2 separate regions of the Cricetulus griseus genome follow, and region 2 is linked to region 1. A link is a contact called in public Hi-C data. All regions are on one chromosome and are shown on one strand. The core of a region is the stretch at or near the end of the contact, and the rest is flanking DNA. Distances in the headings are between cores, read along the strand shown.

The links. A called contact is a pair of places that touch in the nucleus more often than the background predicts.
Region 2: a contact with region 1 is called in a Hi-C map of the CHO-K1 cell line, with 2.4 times the contacts expected there. The contact joins the promoter of Plpp1 here to the enhancer-like site in region 1. A contact is called at or near these places in 2 of 8 Hi-C or Micro-C datasets (both in the CHO-K1 cell line).

What each region holds. Positions count from the first base shown.
Region 1 is chr2:330,629,664-330,636,866 of CriGri-PICRH-1.0, reverse strand. Slc38a9 (sodium-coupled neutral amino acid transporter 9) reads right to left here. Exons shown (of 15, transcript XM_027401465.2): 15 at 901-7,203. Among named protein-coding and RNA genes, the nearest start is that of Plpp1, 73 kb to the left of the region's middle. Within about 2 kb of position 2,971, at least 1 of the 6 cell types and tissues checked has open chromatin away from gene starts, as enhancers often do. A contact at or near this core is called in the CHO-K1 cell line, where this site is marked.
Region 2 is chr2:330,702,084-330,709,286 of CriGri-PICRH-1.0, reverse strand. Plpp1 (phospholipid phosphatase 1) reads right to left here and starts at 2,570. Exons shown (of 6, transcript XM_027401454.2): 1 at 2,210-2,570. The coding sequence starts at 2,267.

The DNA of each region.
Region 1 (7,203 bases), core at 1,722-4,221:
AGGTTTTTCCTTCCACCATGTAGGTCCCAGGGATTGAATTTAAAGCAGCAAGCACCTTTATGCTCTGAGTCATTTCAATGGCCCAGAATTTGTTTTGGGGACAAGGTCTCACTATGAAGCTTTGGCTGGCCTGAAATCTGATATGTAGACCAGACTGGCTTCAAACTCAGAGATCCTAGGATCAAATGCATGTATTGCTATGCCTGGCAGAAATTTTGCCAATAATATAAAAAATGGTACTTATGGTTTCAAGTGGAAAAAAATACAAGCCATTTTTTTTTAAAAAAGAAAAGGCATTTATTACTTTTTACCTCATATAACACAATGCATTTCAACATTTTAGACAATATTGGCAAACAAAAGACAATAAACAGGTATACCCAGAGGTAACCAGAGTTCATATTTGTTAAACATGAAGCCCTTCCCCCATGCATATGTCCAAACAAAGGTTTTTAATTTTACACATTTAGTTTTGACTTTACAGATATCTTTTCTGGCATTTGCTACACACCTGTGAAGTTATTTTAAATAGCTACACAGTATTCCTGCTGGAAATTTAGGTTCTTCATTTTCCCCATTAAAGTATAAAGAGATGGGCTTGTGTGTCCACATCCCAGCTGGTTAATTAGGCTTTGGTTAAAAATATAGTGTGTAACCAATACCACAACCCAGGATGACAACATTCCTGTGTCGCTAGGAAGTCTCCCATGGCTATTTACTGGTAAACATTGCCCCATGCCTGCTTTACATCGCCTGACTTTATGAGTTTGAGTTTCTTGACAGGTCATAAGAAGAGAAGAACACGATGGTTTTTGTTTTGTACACCTGGCTGGGCTGAATGTATTTCTGAGGTTTATCTGGGTTGTGGTGTGGCCACTTGTTTTTTCTTGAGCTGTCTTCTCTTCTGTTAATTTGTAGTTCTCTGTTTCAAAGCCCATGCCCACTTTTCCACTGTGGTGGGAAGTATTTCATGGGGAGAAGCACAGTCATTCTCAGACTAAACAGGGTTCTAAAGGCACCAAGAAGGACGACACTGTCTTAGTTTCCAAATGGAGGACCATCATTACATGTCTCTTGTTCTGGCTTGGGCTTTGTGCATCTATGACACTAATGAATAATTAAGATTATTTATTTGAATCAAGTTTTAGTTTCTTCTCTTAAAAAAATGACATGAATTTCCAATTTTTTTCTAAAACAGTTAACTCCCTAAAGCCGACCTTAACCTTAATAGAAACATTATTTACTGAAGGAGACAGAATGTAAACAAATAGATGCTACCTTACTTACATGTTACCTTGGAAGCTGGCCTCCTGCACCAAGAGCCCTGGAAGTTCCTCATCCCTCAGATAAAGACGAATCACTATTTGCAAACTAGTACTCTGTAAAGACTTTAAAAGAAGAAAAAAGTTAGGTGTGGTGGCACACACCTGGAATCCTAGCACTCTGGACGCAGGCTGGAACAGTGCCACAAGTTTGAGGAGACACAAACTCTCCAAACTAAAGAAGATAAATATCCTATTTGAATCCCAAATTAGCCATTACTAGATTGACATCTAATCTGGTCCTCCTTCCAGAAATAAAAGCTCAGGTTTGGTTAAAGTTCTTGACCAGGTGGTGGCGGTGGTGGTGGTGCTTGCCTTTAATCCCAGCACTCGGGAGGCAGAGGCAGGCTGATCTCTGGTCTACAGAGAGAGTTCCATGACAGCCAGGGCTACCAGAGAAGCCCTGTCTCAGAGGAAAAAAAAATTAGCTCCCCAGGTCACAGAGAAACTCAGATATGGTGCCCATTGCTACTACTCAAGTCTCTTAAACTTCTTGGCTGTCCCAAACTGCCTTCATTTTCAAACTAACACAGCCGAATCAGGGTTCCTCATTTGTTCGGGCCACTTTCTATCTGAGGCTCCACATTCTGTGTTGTTCCTTGAAGAGACAGTTCTATGTAGGTGTCTGCTGGTGTAAGACCTGGACCTGTCCTTGTAACCAAAGGTCTTTCTCAGCTGGGCATGGTAAAGCTCTCTCTATGCCCCTGGCATTTGGGAGCAGGAGGGAGAGGATACAGAGTTCTAGGTTATCCTTGGTTACATAAGTGAGGTCAAAGCCAGGAGAACTTACAAGAGTCTAAATAATAATAATAATAATGATAATAATATATTAAAAGACATCTATCTTATACTAAAGATTCAGAGTAGGCAGGCACCTTCTATGGTAGCAGTGTGTAAACATAGTTCTACAAATCTTTGCCATGATTTATCTTAGACATTGCTTAAGGAAAAAATTGTTATATAAATAATAAAGAAACAAAGGAAGTGATTCACCTAGAACTCTGTCACCTCTATAGATCACTCAACTGATCGTTTGTTCTTCTATGGAATCTTCTGGTTTTGTACAAATAATTTAAGTGCTATAATTAACCTGGGATGTGGAGGAGTTTTACACTGAAAGACACAGCTCACTTAGGGAAGCCCCGCTTATCACAAGGGGCTCCTACACTCAGCTCCTCAGATCATATGCCACAGGATTTGAGACAGGGCACCGAGAGGGTGATGCTGGCACTTTAGTGTCACCTAAGGAAGGTGACTCAGTTGCTGGGTCAGAAAGGAGGACAAAGGCTGCTCCACTGCTGGGGCCACACCTTGCCTGTTCACCACAGCATGCTTCACGCTTAACACAAGGTCAGGTATTGGCTAAGTACTCAAGTATTGAATCATTACTCTGGAACCTTACTGACCCATTTTTTATTTTCTGTCTGTAGTGCTGGGATAGAACCCAGGACCTCATGCTTGCTAGGCAAGTGTTGTACCACTAAGCTGCACCTCTGGCCCCAGCCACCCCATTATTTTGGGGGAGATGCAAGAAAATCCTAGATAATAGCATCTAATGTTATTTTCCATTTAAGTGGAATCTTGACTAGTTAATTAAACAAGTGTATCCTGAGGTTTGCTGTGACTAAACATTACTGGACTGTTTGGGATTGAGAGTCAGAGGGGGGTGGAACATCCTCATTGCTACTCTGGGACTATGAGGCATAGTCTGAGATAAACAAAGTGGCTCTTTCAATTTTTAAAAACAGTCTTATTTTAACTTCCCAGAAGAGTTGAGAAATCAAGAAACAAATGATAATTGGTGGGAGAAAAGTAATTTCACTTAAAGAAGCTTAAAGGGTTCTGGAAATTACGACTTTTCCAGAGCTTTTGGCCAGAAATGGGGCAACACTTACTCGAAGAGCCACAGTTTCCAGGGATGGTCACCTTAGGTTTCAATTAACATGATATATGTCTTCCTAGAAGATTAGGACTTTAAGGAAGGCTCCCCATAGCCTGATATGAGATACAGGACAGTCACTTGAGATATGTGGAACCTAGCTGCTTCTGCTTGTGGCCAGAGCTAGGAGGTGTTAGCATTTCCTAACCAAATTCTACTAAACAAAGTCCCAGAGATACTTTTCTTAAAAATAATTCTGATTTCTTTTTTTTTTCTAAAAAAAAAAAAAAAAGACAAATCACCATATTGGAGAATACTGTTTGGATTCTGAGGGTCCCATCAGAGCTGTTTTACAATATGTGTTTATACAATCTTAATGAGGTTGGCGTCGGACTGTGAAAGTGGGCCATCCGGGTCAGTGTGTGTGACATTTCGGATTCATTTCACTTTGGATCACAGACTAGTGACACACTATTGTTAGACACCAACTTGATTTGGATTTGTCTTTGGACATTCAAATTAATATAAAGTCAAGTTAAACACAAAATGCAAATCACCACCAACTTCTAAAATGCAATTGGGTAAAGAAAACAGCCAGCATAATTTCCTGCCATTATCAACTGCTGTGGTTTCAGTGAGAAAACTACCCGGGGGCTTATGGGTCTGGATGCTTGGTCTTCAACTGGTTTGGGGACCCACTGTTTGGGGAGCTTCTGAAACTTTGAGGAAATGGAACGCTGGTAGAGGAGGTGCATCATAGGGGCAGGCTGTGAACTTACACTCAGGGCTGACACTCTTAGTTTCCTATATGCAGGTGAAATGTGATTTGCCAGCCCTGCTCTGTTACTGCCCCCTTACCTTCTTGGCCATTATGGACTCCCTCTTTGGAACTGTAAGCCAAAATAGACTCTTGCCTTTGGTCATAGTATTTTATCATGGTAACAGAAACAAAGCAAAACACTTTTTAATGAATGTAAACATTTGACATTTTGAATATTCATATTTAAAGAAATTAAAAATTTGAAAAGTTTATAGAATCTGTTTATAGCACCCGGTGTTCTACTAATTACATCCCATATTAACCAATTATGCTTTTTGTCCAAGAGCCATAGGAGTTAAATACTTTAGTGATAATAAAGAAGAGAAAATAATCACATAAAGAAGCAATTAAGTGTCACAATTATGATTTAGAGGAAATCTGCCCAATAAAAGCAAATGCATATAACATATCATTCTATTTGCTGATGAGCACAGTGGACGTAATTTTGGGGAGTAGGAAAACTGAAAATGGGTCCTTTGCCTCTGGACAGTCCCTCTTCTGCCATCCTTCCCCAGAATACCACGCTGCTCCAACAGTCCAAGCATTGACTGCCTCGTGTGCTGATGAGCAAGTGCACTGACTGTTTCTTCACTAGATGTACATGCTGCCTACATGTCTTTAGCTCCTCCAAAGTAATGAACATTGCTGACTATTCAATTATTTAAACAGAATAATTATGGGAATGATAATTAAAAACACACAAACATTTCATTGGTAAGTTTCAAGTAGAAGCAGAAAACAAGCCCATGGCTGCATGCAGTCAGTAGCCGCACATTTCTAAAACACATTAAATGTAAATGGAGTAGCTCCCTTAAGACAGTCTCTTCCGATGGGGACATTTATTCCTTATTCCAAACACATTTTTTTTGAGTGTGCTGATGGCAACGACTTTGCATGATCACCCACAGGTATAAAACTTAGCTCCATTTTTTCCCTTTCTGGTTTACTATTAGCAGAGCCCAAACACATCCACAGGATTTCTAAGGAGGACCTCTCTAAAAAACTCCTTTTAAATTTTAGTGTCCTCAGTTGTGTGTTAAAGAAGCTAAATCCAAAGGCTAACCACATCTGAGCAAAAAGTGGAAGAAGGTTAACTTCAAAGTTCAGAGATAAGAGCAGAGAAAGAAAGTCAGATTCACTGTGTGTGAGTTCATATCATGTCATTCTCACCATGAGCCAGGACACTTGTATTCATGTAGTCTGATTAAGCCAAGTGACAGGCCAAAGGAGTCTTGTGAAGAGACTAAGGAGATGGAGCCATTTGGCTTGTCTAACAGGGCATTAGGAGGTCTAAATGATCAATCTATTTAAGAAAACAAAAGCATAAATCCAGATCCTTTTTTTTTGTTCAGAGTAGCATCCCCTGCCATATTCCTTTTATCTATGAAATGGATAAAAACCACATCAATCATCCTTGATTGTTCAAGCATAACACACTGTTGATGTGCTTGAGCATTCAGGGATGCCTTTGGGAAAAAGCTATGAGAATGGTTTTTAAAGTTCTCAAAGACAAAAGAAATGACCACGATTATACAGATTACATTGGGAACATCTCTGAAAGCACCCAGCTTGGACTCAAACACCTCTCAGCAGAACTTGACTCTGCAGTCATAAGTTCCAGAGTTTCTCAAGCATAAAGGCACTTCCCCCTGCAACATGAGTTCTATAGCACTTTCTGCTAGCCAGAGCTTTTGAGACTACCTCCATGATAAATTGACTAGGCTTAAAGCTTGGGCTATTAGCTGGATATTAAGGTTTGTAGAAATGAAATGACATAATGTCTGAGATTGGTTTTTAAATGTCAGTAAAAAAGGAAAAAGTGGGAGGGAGCAGGTGAAGCAAAAATTCAGCCAAGTCCATAATTGCTGGACCCAGGGATAGGTGTGTGTGGGTTTTCCATATCATTCTATCTGTGTGCATGCTTGACAGTTCTCATGACGATATTTTAGCTTCTTATAAACATAGACCTGGAACTCCAACAGGACATTAAGCTATGCAGAAAGAAATCAAATCTGGTCTGAAATCTGGAGCTCCTTCTAGATTTATAAAAACCCTTTCACCTGTTTTTTTCAAACGAAGGACATGACATAAATCTGCACACTATCCTAAAAAATGGAATCATGATGCATTTACACAATTTAGCCCCAAATTAGAGAGCTCTAAATGTTAGTAGTTGTGGCTGGAACACAGACCGTGTTATAGGAAGAGAGACATCTGGATTCCGGTTCCACTTTAGTTCAGAAGGGAAATAGATGTTAACTCTAAGAAGCTGGGTTTCTTGATCGGCTTGTCAGACACAAGCTTTTCTTGTGGAGGACAACTCTTCCTCTTCCATTATAGGAGCAGGTAGATGGTGTCCGCTCCTGAAGCTCACACCTGAACCAGAATGACACAGGATACACTGCGCAGAGTCCCACCCTTCCTAGCTATTTCCTTTTTCTTCTGAAGAGCCTCATATGCTGCTGCTCTGGGCTCACGACGGTCCATGCAATTCTCCAGAACACGAAAAGTAAGAGTCCCCGGGTCTATGAGGACAATTGCATTTGTTCATGTGTAAAATCCAGTTTGGGAACTGTAACCTCAATCTAGGTCACTGGAACTGGATTAGAATTAAGAGACAGTAACACACTCTGTACATGTTTATCTATCATGTGTTTTCTTCTGGTGTCTTGACACAAGGCTTTATATAGTCATGCTGGGCTTCATGGCTATGAAACTGAGGATGACCTAAACTCTGGATCCTCTAACCCCCACCATCTAAGTGCGCACTGACTCATGCCAACTATGCCACTGGCCTTAAATTACATGCATTTTCTGATGCACTGATACTATTTACATTTTTTTTTTGTTCTTCAGATTAAGTATTTGGTTAGGAATTCACTCAATTAATAATGATACCAGGAAAACTGTTTTTAAAATGAGGTATTTGTTTTACTGTTTGAAACAGCAGAGGTTTGGGTAAACTGTAGAAACGTTCCAGTAAGTAAGAAAGTGGGCGAGAGTACATGGAAACAGAAACAGGGTCTGGCAACATGCCGCCTTGACCCAAGACCCCTGAGATTCCTTGCTGTAGGCAAAACATACCTACCTACCTTATGCTTATTAACAGAAAAATCAGTATGAATCCTTCGAAGTTTCTACTTGGCTACATGGGAATGGGGGCACTGACAAAGGCAAAGGGC
Region 2 (7,203 bases), core at 1,321-3,820, 73 kb before region 1:
GTAAATATTGTCAATGCCACCAGGCAGTAATGGCTCACACCTTTAATCCCAGCACTCCAGAGGGAGGCAGAGGCAAGCCAATCTTTGTGAGTCTGAGGGCAGCCTGGTCTACAGAGCAAGTTCCTGGACAGCCAGGGCTACAGAGAGAAACCCTGTCTTGAAAAAAAAAAAACTATGTATGTATGTATGTATATGCCTTAAGGACATCGTATTCCTGAAACTGTGGGATCAACTGTCAGATTATTCCAACCTCAACAGAATGTATCAAGTTGAAAATATAGGCCACCAGAAAATATAACATAAAATTTCACTGCATACATGTTTTCCCACTACACATGATCTTTGTCAGTTTATTTGTTCAGTATAGGGATTCACTTTGTAGCCTAGGCTGACCTGAACTCAGACTAGCTTCTCATAACAATCTTCTTACCTTAACCTTCTGAGTGATGGGATTACAAGCATGAGATAGAACACCAGGCTCACTCATGAATTTTTTAAAAGTATAGATCTACCATGTGGCTTCCTATTAATAACATTAGCTGTGGCTACCTATGGGTAGTATGTATTGTTGCCGCCTCCTAATCAGGGTTTGGTCCATAGGAAAATGACATCATAATTCAGCCAGGCACATATTCTCAACACCTTGGAGGGTTGAGGAAGAAGAGGCACAAGTTTCAAACCAGGCTGCACAGCAAGACCCTGTCCAGAAAGAAGAAAGAAAGAGGAGGGAAAAGAAAGGAAAGAAGGAAGAAAAGAGTGAAAGAAAATATTTTATAAGCTAATTAAGTTTAAAATAATATGACCTAACATCTGAAAAGATGTTTCCATAAAGACTGTTTTTGTTTAGTGACCCAAGCTCTCCCTAGGTAGCCTAGGATGGACTTGAACTAAATATTTTCCTGCCTCCACCTCACAGGTGCCTGGGTTACAGGCTATGACATCCTTCCTAAAGATTGTTCTAACATGAATCCCCTCTTTTAAACCGTACAATTCACTGTGAAACTATGGGGTGAGCGTGTCCTGGTAAATAAAGAAGTTGCGCAGATTTTTTTTAAAGAACTCTAAGAAATTAAGAAATGCATTTTAAGAAAAGGGGGAGGGTACCAAAATTTTCACAATTTGACAAGATTGCAGGCACCTAAATGGTCAGGTTGGAAGCAGGAAAGAGAAATAGTTAAAAAGCTGATAGAATAGTCAAAAGCCTGGGGAAATTTTTCCTATCTCTGAGAAGTCATTATGCAGATTTGTATCTAGGATGCAAAAGCCACTAGTCACCTTGAGAACTTGCCAGAACTACTTCAGTTACTTAAACCAGAGTCCCACCACCAAACCTCCAACGGTTTACAACTGAGACTATACAGAAAAAAGGTGGAAGCCACCCCTTCCAATGCCTATCCCTCGTCCAGATGATTCCAGCTCCCCACCCCCACCCCGGAAAAGGAATAAGCAAGCAGCTGATGACCAGAGACCCCAAAACTGAATTCTTCCAATCAGGAAAATAACGCCCACTTTTTTTGTGGCTAAAGAACTGTCTAGAACTCCTTACTGGGCTGTCACGGGAGACAGAAAAGTATACCATGGCAAGGGCTGAGCAAGAAGGAAACAGGAGGACTCCTGCGGGGGATTGGGGCGGGGAGCTAGCTTCTACAGACCTCGCCAGGCAGAAACCTGGCATCCTCACCCCCTCTTGCAACCTGACAATTTACAACCTGGCAACGCCTTCTAATTAGGAACGTTCTAAGCCTTTTATAGACGAAAACTTTAAAGTGCTTCTCACACGTTATGATAAACCGGGCACTGGAGCCTGCTCCTGAGAAGCCGGGCTGCATCAAACCTCCAGCCTCACTGAAGAACCTGATGAGCCAGTGACTAGGGTTCTCTGCATGGTGGAGAGGGAGGAGCCCACCGGGTCTGGTAGAGTGGGCCGGGAAACAGGGTAGCAGCACAGGCGAGAAGAGCGGCCAAGCAGTGCTAGCCTCAGCGCACCGGCAGACAGGCAGAGGGAGCCCACGCAGGAGCCAGAGTGCAGGGTGCAGAAGCGAGGGGTCCCCCAGCTGCGCAAGCCGCTCCCCACAACTCTCTCCGCAGCTGCGGCGCGCGCACGCGCGCGCGCCGGGCACACCCACCCCACACCAGTGCGCGGCTCCGCGGCAGTCCCCGCCCGGAAGACCCCCGGGCCGCGGCGCGGCACGGCGCGGCGCCTACGTACCCAGCAACACGCACAGCACATCGAGGGCCACGTAGGGCAGCCGCCTCTTGTCGAACATGGTCTTCGGCAGGACGACTACCTGGGGCGGGCGGCGGTTGGAACGAACTTCGGTGGGTCCAGATACCTTATTCCCAAGAGCCCCAACCGCGGAGTGGCGGCGGCCCCAAGCGACTGCGCCTCGGACACTGAGGGCAGAATCGGCCAGGCTAAGCTAAGCTGCGACCCCGCAGGGTTGCGACTGGACCTGGATCCTTCCTTCACTGTCTCCCTCACGGGAACTCGGAGCCAGCTGCCGCCGCTCTGTCGCCTGCTCTTGTCAGCGCCGGCTCGCCGCGGCCGCACGCTCTCGGCTGCCTGCTGCCCTCTCCCAACAGGCGGGGCGAGCGGACTCGAGCTTTAAGGATGAGGACCCGTGAGGGGTGGGACGGAGTGGGGGTAGGAACGCGGGCTCCGGCTCCTCCCGCCCGGCTGCGCGGCTCCAGCCTGTGCGCGGCCTCGCGGGCTGAAGGAGCGCGCGGAGGCGACAGTGGGCGGAGTCGGGGGAACCCCAGCCCGCGCGTACAGCCAATCAACGTCTCCGACCCCTGTTCGCCGGCTTGCGGAGCCCGCCCGGAATCTGGGAGCCGGCTGACGGGGGCGGGGCGAGCTACAGGGATTGGGAGCCCTCTCTTTTTCCATTCAGCCCTTAGTGATAGGCGACGCTTCCTTTAAAGGAGAGCTGAACCCTGGTACACCATGCCACAGCTCCTGCGTCCTGTCGCCGCTCTTCTCCCGTGGAATGGAACCGTGACGGGCTCTCCCTCACCAATTTTTTTTTTAGTTACCTCGAAGCCCGCTTCTGTGAGAGGCCCGCACCTTGGCCTTCCTGTTGGTTCTAGCTGAGCTTAATTTGAGCAAGAATCCTTGCTGTCTGATCATTCTTGATTCTTAACTGTCGGAACAGATTGGCTCTCCCATTTTTGATGTATGTAAATCTGCAGTCTGCCCTTAGCAAGAATACCCCCGCCATTGTTGTCCTGCTAGTAATTTTCTGTCCACTGACTCATTCACGCCCTTTGTTCCTCAGCTACAAATCTCCAGCTGAGTTTCCCCTTCAGCAGGCAAGTCATGACTCCTACTACAATAGAGTTCATAGAGACTTCATTTGGGAGGAGTTTGGAGATGTGTCCGGTGGTCAAATTGTGGCTTCTCTTGGAGGGACCTTAGGTTTGATCGGTAGTTTAGCAGCAACGGTGCTCACATGCACAGTAAAGAGTTAATTGCATCTTAATAATTATTTGTCAATAGTGGCAATCCCCCTGCCCCAGGAGGCCTTTAGAACACATTTAATAGTAATCTCAGTTTCCTAATTTGTAAAAAGAGGATGTTGACGATTCCTGCTGTCTGTTCTAATCAAGAGGAAGTGGTGAGGCTAAGAGGAGGTAATGTGAAAATTGTTTATAAAGAGTTAAACCACCACTACCGATGTTAACAATAGATGGTTTCCTCCTTAGCTTTTTTTTTTCCTTTTTTTGAAATAGTTTCATATAACCCAGGAGGGCCTCACATTCTGCTGTGTAGCAGAGAATGGCCTTAAACTCCGGATCCTCCTGCCTCTACTTCCCAAGGCACTATAGGCATGAGCCACCACGCCAAGGTCTTCAGAGCTTACCTTCTTACATGAAGATGTATAATAGATATCACAAAACACACCTTCTACTTCTCAGTCATTTCCTGCAAAGCACCCCAAAAGACAAGTGGAAGGTTGTTAACCCTGAGGAGTCAGATGTATATTTCCAAGTGCAACTATAAAACCACAAACAAAATGTGTATTTGAAAACAAAGTATATTCTTCCTTTAATGAGATTAGATATTTTTGTTTCAGCTTATTTGAATAGTTTCTAGAAGCTTTCAACAATTTATACCCCAAAAAGGTGTGCCATTTTTTATTCTGTTGTTTCCCTTACCGCTGGAGTTATGAGTCCCAGATGGCAAGGTCATAATAAATTTAAAACACTTGTGATATGACTATTCATTTTTTAACTTTTACCAAGCTCGTGCCATGTGCCAGGTACAGTCTAGACTTGAAGTTTTATCTAAGCAGCTTTGAGATGAACATGCTGGATAAGATGGTACCCATCTGTATTTCCAGCACTTGAGAGGTGGAAGCAAGAGAATCCAGAGTTCCAGGGACAACCTCAACTACATAGCGCTATGTAGATGAATCCCTAGCTTGGTTTCTATTGCTGTGATAAGATTATGAACAAAAGCAACTTGGGGAGAAAGGGGCTTATTTCTGCTTATAGTTGTAGTTCATCATTAAATAGGCCAGGGCAGGAGCTCAAGGCAGGACCCTGGAGGTAGGAACTAAGCTGAGGCCATAGAAGAACACTGTCACTGGCTTACTCCTCCAAGGCTTGCTCAGCTTTCTTATACCACCCAGGACCACCAACTTTTGGGTGGCACCATCCACAGTGATATGGACCCTACCAAATACATCAATCATTAATCAGGAAAATGTTCCATAGACCCTACAGGCCAGTCTGATGGAGGCAGTTCCTCAACTGAGATTCCCTCTTCCCAGATTACTATAGCATGTGGCAAGTTAACAACAACAAAAAATCTAACCATGACAAGTGCCAACTAATAAATGTATATGAAGGAACAGATGTTAAAACCATTAGGCAACTGGGTTATGGGAATTTGGAGGTCCACATCCTGCCACCTGCCCATAGATCTTTTATAATTGACAAAAAAAAAAAAAGGTTACCTTTATAGAAGAGATCAGGCTGTTACCACATGACTCAGGTGGTCAAACTTAGCTTCACTGAGTTTAAGACAAACATTGGCTATGTTTTGATGACATGAAACATGAAATACAGAACATCACCTATAAAGAACTAGAATCAAAAACCTTTCATCCAAGAATAGCTGTCTGTGATCCAATAGTCTGGATTCCAGAAGATAACAGCCATACACATTTAGAAGAAATATCAACTTCTAAAATGTTTTATCCAAATGTAAAATTTCAAGAGCTAGGAAAATGATTAGGCTGGTAAAGTGCTTGTCATGCAAGCATGAGGACCTGAGATTGGATTCCCAGCATGTGTGTAAAAATTGGGGCATAGCTGTGTGCACCTGTAATCCCATAACTGGGGAGGTGGGGACAGACAGGTTCCTGGAGCTTCCTGGACAGCCAGTCTAGCCTATCCGTGAGCTGCATGTGACCATGTCCAGAAGAAATAACTTGGAGAGTGATTGAAGAAGACACCTAAGGTTCATATTATGTGGCCTCCACAAGCACAAACATGTTTGCACATGCACGGATGCGCGCTCGCACACACACACACACCCCCAAAAACAAGTGAATATTTAAAATACCTTATTAGATCTCTGCACTCATTTCAAGGCTAACTAGACTACATAGCAAGACTCCAACTCAAAAGAAAAGAAGAAGGGGATGAGGAGGAATAGGAAGAAGAGGAGGAAGAAAAAAGCTGCAGTAGTGGTGGTTCATGCCTGTACTCCCAGCATCGGGAAGGCAGAAGTGCAATGATCCAGAATTCAAAGCCAGTTTAGGCTATATAATAAATTCCAGGCTATTCCTGGCCCCCACACACCACTGGGTCACAAGAGGGGATAGACAGACCCCCACCTGCACCCACTAAAAGAAGATACGGGAAGAAGACAGAATAAGATTTCACTCAACAACAGAAAGACCAATATGACACCACCAGAATCTAGGGACTCCACTCCAGCAAGATCTGAAAAGCCCAACACAGAGCATGAACATGAGATGGGCCTCAAAAAATAACTCAGCAAGATGATAGAGACCTTTAAAGAGGAAACAAGAAAATACCTTAAAGAAATAGAAGAAAAAGCAAACAAAAATTTACACGAAATGGAGGAAAAGACAAACCAAAAAGTTCAAGAAATAAACAAATCTCTTAAAGAATCTAAAGAAACCCAAGAAAAAACATCCAAACAAGTGAAGGAAGCTCTTGAAACAGTTCAAAGCATGAAAGCTGAAATAGACACAATAAAGAAAACACAGAATGAGGCGATGCTGGAAATGGAAAGGCTGGATAAATGATCATGAACTAAAGATGTGAATATAACCAATAGAATTCAAGAGATGGAAGAGAGAATCTCAGCTATTGAAGACTCGCTAGAGTATATACATTCATCAACCAAAGAAAACCTCAAGTCCAACAAATCCCTAACACAAAATATCCAGGAAATATGGGACACCGTAAAAAGACCAAACCTAAGAATATTAGATGTAGAAGAAGGTGAAGAAACAACTGCTCAAAGGTACAGAAAACATATTCAACAAAATCATAGAAGAAAACTTCCCCAACCTACAGGAAGGATATGCCTATGAAAGTACAAGAAGCTTACAGGACACCAAACAGACTGGACCACAAAAAGAAGTCCCCCCGACACATAATAATCAAAACACCAAATCTACAGAATAAAGAGAAAATATTAAGAGCAGCAAAGGAAAAAGGCCAAGTAACATATAAAGGCAAACCAATCAGAATCACACCCGACTTCTCAATGGAAACTCTGAAAGCCAGAAGGTCTTGGATAGATACCATACAAGCACTAAGGGAGCATGGATGTCAACCCAGACTACTGTACCCAGCAAAACTTTCAATCACTATAGATGGAGAAAACAAGATATTCCATGACAAAAACAGATTTAAACAATACATATCCACAAATCCAGCACTACAGAAGGTTCTGGAAGGAAAACTCCAACCCAACGAACATAACTACACTCACAAAAACACTGGCAATAGATAATCTAATTTTACCAAACACAAAAAGAAACAGGAGGGTGAAATCCACACACAATGACACCACCAACAATAAATCCAAAACAAAGAAGAGCCAATGAACAATGGACATTAATATCCCTAAATGTCAATGGTCTTAACATACCCATAAAAAGATATAGGCTAACAGAATGGATACGAAGACAGAATCCATCCTCTGCTGTTTACAAGAAA